2 separate regions of the Danio rerio genome follow, and region 2 is linked to region 1. The links are chromatin contacts, called in public HiCAR-type maps. All regions are on one chromosome and are shown on one strand. The core of a region is the stretch at or near the end of the contact, and the rest is flanking DNA. Distances in the headings are between cores, read along the strand shown.

Region 1 (2,899 bases), core at 59-2,558:
TAGTGTAAATAAAAAGGGATATCGGACATTATTTTTAGCTGAGTTAAGGAAAAGGGCACTAGTTAGCTAACATTTTCCTTACCAAACACACATTTTAGATGCCAATTATCAAACTCAAGTCACTGAACTGATTTTTTCACTATTTTAGGCTTGTCACGATACTGAATTTCAGTAAGGTTTCTTCCCACCGCAGACTCACTTTCGCTTTTTTAAAATGGCAGCCATGTGAAAGCAGGAAAAATGTTTTTGCTTTGGTTACTGCAGTAAACAAAAGCAGCATAATATCAAATCTAGCAGGATTTTATCAATTTCATGAACGACACAGCATCCCAATATTTGCATATTTAATTCAGGCAAACTTTGTCATACTGATACAAAATGTAATAGCTTGTAAAATAGGATTTAAATATTTTAAATCCTATTTAAAGGCCTAAAATTTCTGCAAATTGATTTATAAGACCCCCGGATACCATGTAACAGAATTTAAAAGCCTACATTTGAACCTGGACCACAAAACCTTGTTGAACAGGTATAGGAATAGTCAAAGATATGCTAGTCAAAATTACACATATTTCTTTTATGCCAAAAATAATTTGTATATTAAGTAAAAATCATGTTTAATGAAGACAATTATGCAAATTTCCTACCATACTTTTTTTTATCAGTAATTTGCATAGCTAAGTACTTAAATCGGACAACTTAAAAGGTGATTTTCTCAATATTTAGATGTTTTTTTAACCTTCGGATTCCTGATATTCAAATAGCAGTATCTCTGACCCTAACAACCCACACATGGACAGAAAGCTTATTTATTTAGATTTTAGATGGTGTATGAATCTCAGTTTCTACAAATGTACACGTTTTATGATCCTGGGTCACATAAACAGTCAAGCCTGAAATGATTCACCCCTGACAAATTCTGACTTCAAGTTGTTGTTCAAATGTAAATAAAAGCAGAGAAATACATATTTTTTTCCACAATGATGCCTCTTGTACATCATCTTATTATGTTTTGGGAACAGCTTTTGTCATTCCCGGTTAAAAAAAATGTATAATAATTTTGGCCTTGATTGTATATTTAAGTGTGCGTTTAACTGAACATGCAAGCATGTAGTAGTGTAAAATGTTCTGTTACAGTAGCTGTATTTAAATGACAGCTATATTAACAAAAGCAGACTGTAAAGTATCTGTATTTAAAGGCATCTTATTAACAAAAACATTTTGCATAATATAATATTTAATGTCTAAACTGTAGTGCAGTAACTCTGTCCAGCAGAGGGCACCAGAGTCATTGAGATGTGGCAGAAAACAAGCGGCACAAAAACAAAACACAGAGGATCCTGAAGTTCTTCATTTCAGTGTACACACAATGTGTCTGTAGATTCAGAGACCCTAAGCTGTAAACTGCAGATTCAACACAGCTGCTTCCCCACAGGGCCACGGAGGAACCATCTGCTGAGTATAAAAGAACATCCTGACAACTCTGTGGCTCCATCCTCTCCATTTCTGCTCTTTTCACCCCAAATCAAACCAGAATGCATCACACCAAAATATATTTTATATTATTTTCGAATATAAAAAGGATTTATATTATGATATTTCACAATAATTCTATTTTTTCTTTAATGTTTTATCGAACAAATGCAGATTGGGTTAGTTATTATTGGGTGTGAATTATTTAAAAAAATAAAATAAAATAAAAAAATGTAATAGAAAGTTTGTTATATTATATTATATTATATTATATATTATATTATATTATATTAAAGTACTAATTGATGCACAGCCAAGGTGATGCAGCTTTCATTTGTCAGTCTTTTTCTGTCTGTAAAATGTCCTTTTGTGAGCAAGTGTGTTACTAGTGAAAGTGTATTTGCTTCCATCGTTGCTTATTGCCTTGCATGAGATAAATATCATGTAGCTTTTATGTTGCAAAAGTAATGTATGCATAAAATTGTTCCGACATCCCCATAGTATATAATAAAATATGCAACAAATTTTACACCAAAAGAGACATTTTAAAAACAAAATCCTGACACGACTGGAAATTCAATATTTGATTATTTTGGGGTGCAACCATAGAATAAGCTGAAATGGGAAATTACCACGAATGTAAGACTAGCAGAAGTTTATTCATCCATAACAGAAAAAACCTATGGACGTTAACCAGTTTACAACACTCTTTAAAATTTTACATTTTTATTCAACAGAACTCAAACAGGTCTGGAAGAGGTGAAGGGAGAAGAAATAACAGCATGTTCATTTTTAGGTGAAAGATCTTGTGCTTCAGTGGAAACAAGAACATCTGATAGTCTATTTAAAGTGTTCACATGATCAATGTCACAATAAAGCTTCCCCACTCAGCTAAACACAAAGTAATAATAAGTCATTTTATTTAACGGTGCCATTCTAGACACCTAGGGTTGTCTTACAAAATTCATGCAAAACAAACAGCAATAAATAGCAAAAAAAAACAAGAAATGTGTGCAAATTTAAAATAATAGGCAACAGGGCAACATACGAACATCATAAATACAAAAAAAAAAAAATCTAAATAGGTAGTGCTGTCGCCTCACAGCAAGAAGGTCACTGGTTCGAGCCTCGGCTGGGTCAGTTGGCATTTCTGTGAGGAGTTTGCAAGTTCTCCTCATGTTTGTGTGGGTTTTCTCCGGGTGCTCCGGTTTCCCCCACAGTCCAAAGACCTGCGGTACAGGTGAATTGGGAAGGCTAAATTGACCATAGTGTACGTATGTAAATGAGAGTATATGGATGTTTCCCAGAGATGGGTCGCAGCTGAAAGGGCATCCGCTGCATAAAACATATGCTGAATAAGTTGGCAGTTCATTCCGCTGTGGCGACCCCAGATTAATAAAAGGACTAAGCTGAAAAGAAAATAAAT
Region 2 (3,142 bases), core at 383-2,882, 120 kb after region 1:
TTGCTGTAAGGCGACACTGCTAACTACTGGGCCACCATGCCGCCCTTCCTTGGAATAACAGTTTATTTATGAATCACTTTAATAATGATTTTCCTTTCGGCTGATGAATCTTAAATCATAATCTCTTTAAATGATAAACTTAAAAAGCTTGAGCATCTAAAGCAGAGATGCCCAAACTAGGGCAAACACAAATGAAACAAAATGTTTTATTTAAATGTGGTAAATTAAACAGATTTTTAACTTACAGTGTCACTTAACGAATAGGGGACAAAGCAGAAGACATCAGCGAGCAAATCAAGGCAAAGTTTGTCAAAATATTATACACTTTCGAAAAATTAGAATGCATTAGTAAATACGGTTGAAGTAATTTTTTTATCTTTAATCAACATGAAATAATTTAGGCATATTAAAAGCTGTCATTTGTATCATATATGAACAAAAACATCTTTAAAGAGCACCTATGCTGAAAATCATCTTTTGTTTTGAAAGAACTGTGCGTATCTCCCGACATTAAAATAGGATCCAAATCCAAATGTACTGTAAAGGGGCACTTGTGTGAGACATCCTGGCCAAATCTGCCCACTGGCCTTTGTCCATCATGGCCTCCTAACCATCCCCATATTCAATTGGCTGCATCACTGTCTCCTCTCCACCAATCAGCTGGTGTGTAGTGTGCGGTCTGGCGCAAAATGGCTGCCGTCGCGTCATCCAGGTGGATGCTGCACACTGGTGGTAGATGAGGAGATTCCCCCCACTGTGTAAAGCGCTTTGAGTGCCCAGAAAAGCGCTATAGAAATGTAAGGAATTATTATTATTACATATTATTATTAGCCTTTCTGTCAAATTTTAGCATTATTTTTAAAATATTTCTCAAGTGATGTTTAACAGAGCAAGGAATTTTTCACAGTATTTCCAATAATATTGTTTTCTTCTGGAGAAAGTCTTATTTGTGTTATTTTAGCTAGAATAAAAGCAGTTTATTTTTTTCAAAACTATTTTAAGGTCAATATTATTAGCCCCCTTAAGCAATTCTTTTTCGATTGTCTTCTGAACAAACCATTGTTATAGTGACCTAATTGACCAAACTTGCCTACTTAACCTAATTAAACCTTTAAATTGCACTATAAGCTGAAAAATAATCCTGAAAATATTAAGTAAAATATTCTGTACTCTCATCATAGCAAAGATACAAGAAATTAGTTTTTAAAAATTATTATATTTATAAATGTGTTGAAACAAAATCTTCTCTCTGTTAAACAGAACTTGGGGGAAAACCTCAACTGTAATTAATAAAATAAAATATAGAAATGTCCTTTTCTTTAATAAAATATAAAAATTTCTAAAAGCACAAAAAATGCAGGCATCACAAAAAAACTGTATTTTTTTTTTTTTTACAAAGTAACAGAAAATTATGCAGAATATTAATTGTGTGATGAATTTCATGTATTTTAAGTTTTTAATTTCTGTATGTAAGCATTCATAATGCTCAGACAATTTGAGCCAGCATTCCCCTCTAACAACAAACAAGCTTCCCAGACTAGCTAATGTTGATGGAACAAACACAGATCACGTCTGACAGAGGCGAATCTGGAGGGACCCAAGCTCGACACATGCTCGTAAAATAGTGAGGTTAGGGTTGGCAGGGAAAACTCTGTTAAGGCTGTAGCGTGACAGTCTGCACAGCATTCCAGATGTGCCTTGGATATCCTTACATCCGTTTCGTGAACTAAACAGTGACTAGTGTTTTCTCACTATTTGTCTTATAAAATAATATTTTGCTTTTAGCCCGTATTCTCTTTCTGTTGAACAACTGTTTAGTTCAGCATTGGTTAGAGACTCAGAAGCAGTAATGAAGTCAGCAGGAAAAGCCATAGCAGTCAGTCAGCGTGTCTAAAAACAGTCTCAAACAGTTTGGCTCTCAACATTCTGCCTTTTTTTTCCTTCAGTCCAGCTCAATCACAGTTTATTTCACAGAACTTGATCCTTGTGCAGCTGAACACTAATGCGTATCAGAAAAGCACCATGTGTAAAACTTTCCAACTTCACACAGTTGCCAGATTGCTTCGTATCCAATCATGTGACGAGTCAGGACACAACAAAATGGACCATTTTCTCAACAAGTCAGGGCCAATATTTCTAAAATCACCACGATGATTACAAATAGCCAAACTGTCCCTCAGTGTATTGATCCTGATTTTTTTGTTTTAAATACAATGATAAACAGTTTTAAAAGGCTGATCTGCTGCTTCAAAATGAGACGAGATGTCAAGCAAATCTAAGAAGTGCTTCAGTTTTTAATAATAAGTTGCTATATATTCAAAATTAGGCAAGGATATGTAAAATGACCAATGGTATTATCTTGAGAAGCTGGGAACTTCTGTAAATTTTTGTCAAATTCTGCTGTCCTGAATTGAAACTACTGGATGAATCAAATGTAAATGAAACCAGAAAACAAGCAGTCTGCCATTGTATGATTCTACCATATTATTTACTTACGCACTCAGTCTTATACTATTTATATAACTGTAAACATATTTATAAATCAGCAGTTTTCCGTATTTTTCCGTACTGCTTATTTATTGAATAAACTTTTGAATTGCTTTTAAATTGCATTATGGGATTTGGATCCTTCTGCCAACTAATTTTAACATTGAAAAGTTTAAAAAAGAGACTTAACATTTTTAATAGTTTAAAGTATGTATATATATATATATATATATATATATATATATATATATATATATATATATATATATATATATATATATATATATATATATATATATATATATGTAGTCTATCGTGGTGTTGTATATTACTGTACAGACACCTTGTAATAAACTGACTGTATTTTCTGTTATTTTACTATTTTATCTTATCCATCATATTACATCAAACTACAAAATTGTCCATAAAAATCACTTAGTTAAACTGTAGAGCTGAATTTTCAACATCAGAAGTCGACAGAGCAGAGATCAACGTCCCATAATACAATTCACAACCGTAAATAAATGGGAAAAAATTGTGAATCACAAAATAAGAAAACTATTAATTAACAGATATTTTACATTTTATATTCATTTAAAATCAAGGAATTTTTTTACTTTATTTTTTGTCCATACATTGTTAAGTATATGTTTTG

Evidence for each region. HiCAR-type assays count read pairs that join an accessible place to other places.
Region 2: a HiCAR-type map of caudal fin shows a contact between it and region 1, with 4 times the contacts expected there. The contact joins two enhancer-like sites. A contact is called at or near these places in 5 of 18 Hi-C or Micro-C datasets (caudal fin, embryo, hematopoietic stem cells and 1 more) and 3 of 4 datasets of contacts at active chromatin or transcription factors (caudal fin, embryo and gastrula embryo).

The regions. Positions count from the first base shown.
Region 1 is chr19:37,666,378-37,669,276 of GRCz12tu, forward strand. The region is part of intron 3 of macf1a (microtubule actin crosslinking factor 1a); the gene reads right to left. Among named protein-coding and RNA genes, the nearest start is that of macf1a, 140 kb to the right of the region's middle. Within about 2 kb of position 1,309, at least 7 of the 62 cell types and tissues checked have an H3K27ac peak or open chromatin away from gene starts, as enhancers often do.
Region 2 is chr19:37,789,544-37,792,685 of GRCz12tu, forward strand. The region is part of intron 2 of macf1a (microtubule actin crosslinking factor 1a); the gene reads right to left. Among named protein-coding and RNA genes, the nearest start is that of macf1a, 14 kb to the right of the region's middle. Within about 2 kb of position 1,633, at least 5 of the 62 cell types and tissues checked have an H3K27ac peak or open chromatin away from gene starts, as enhancers often do.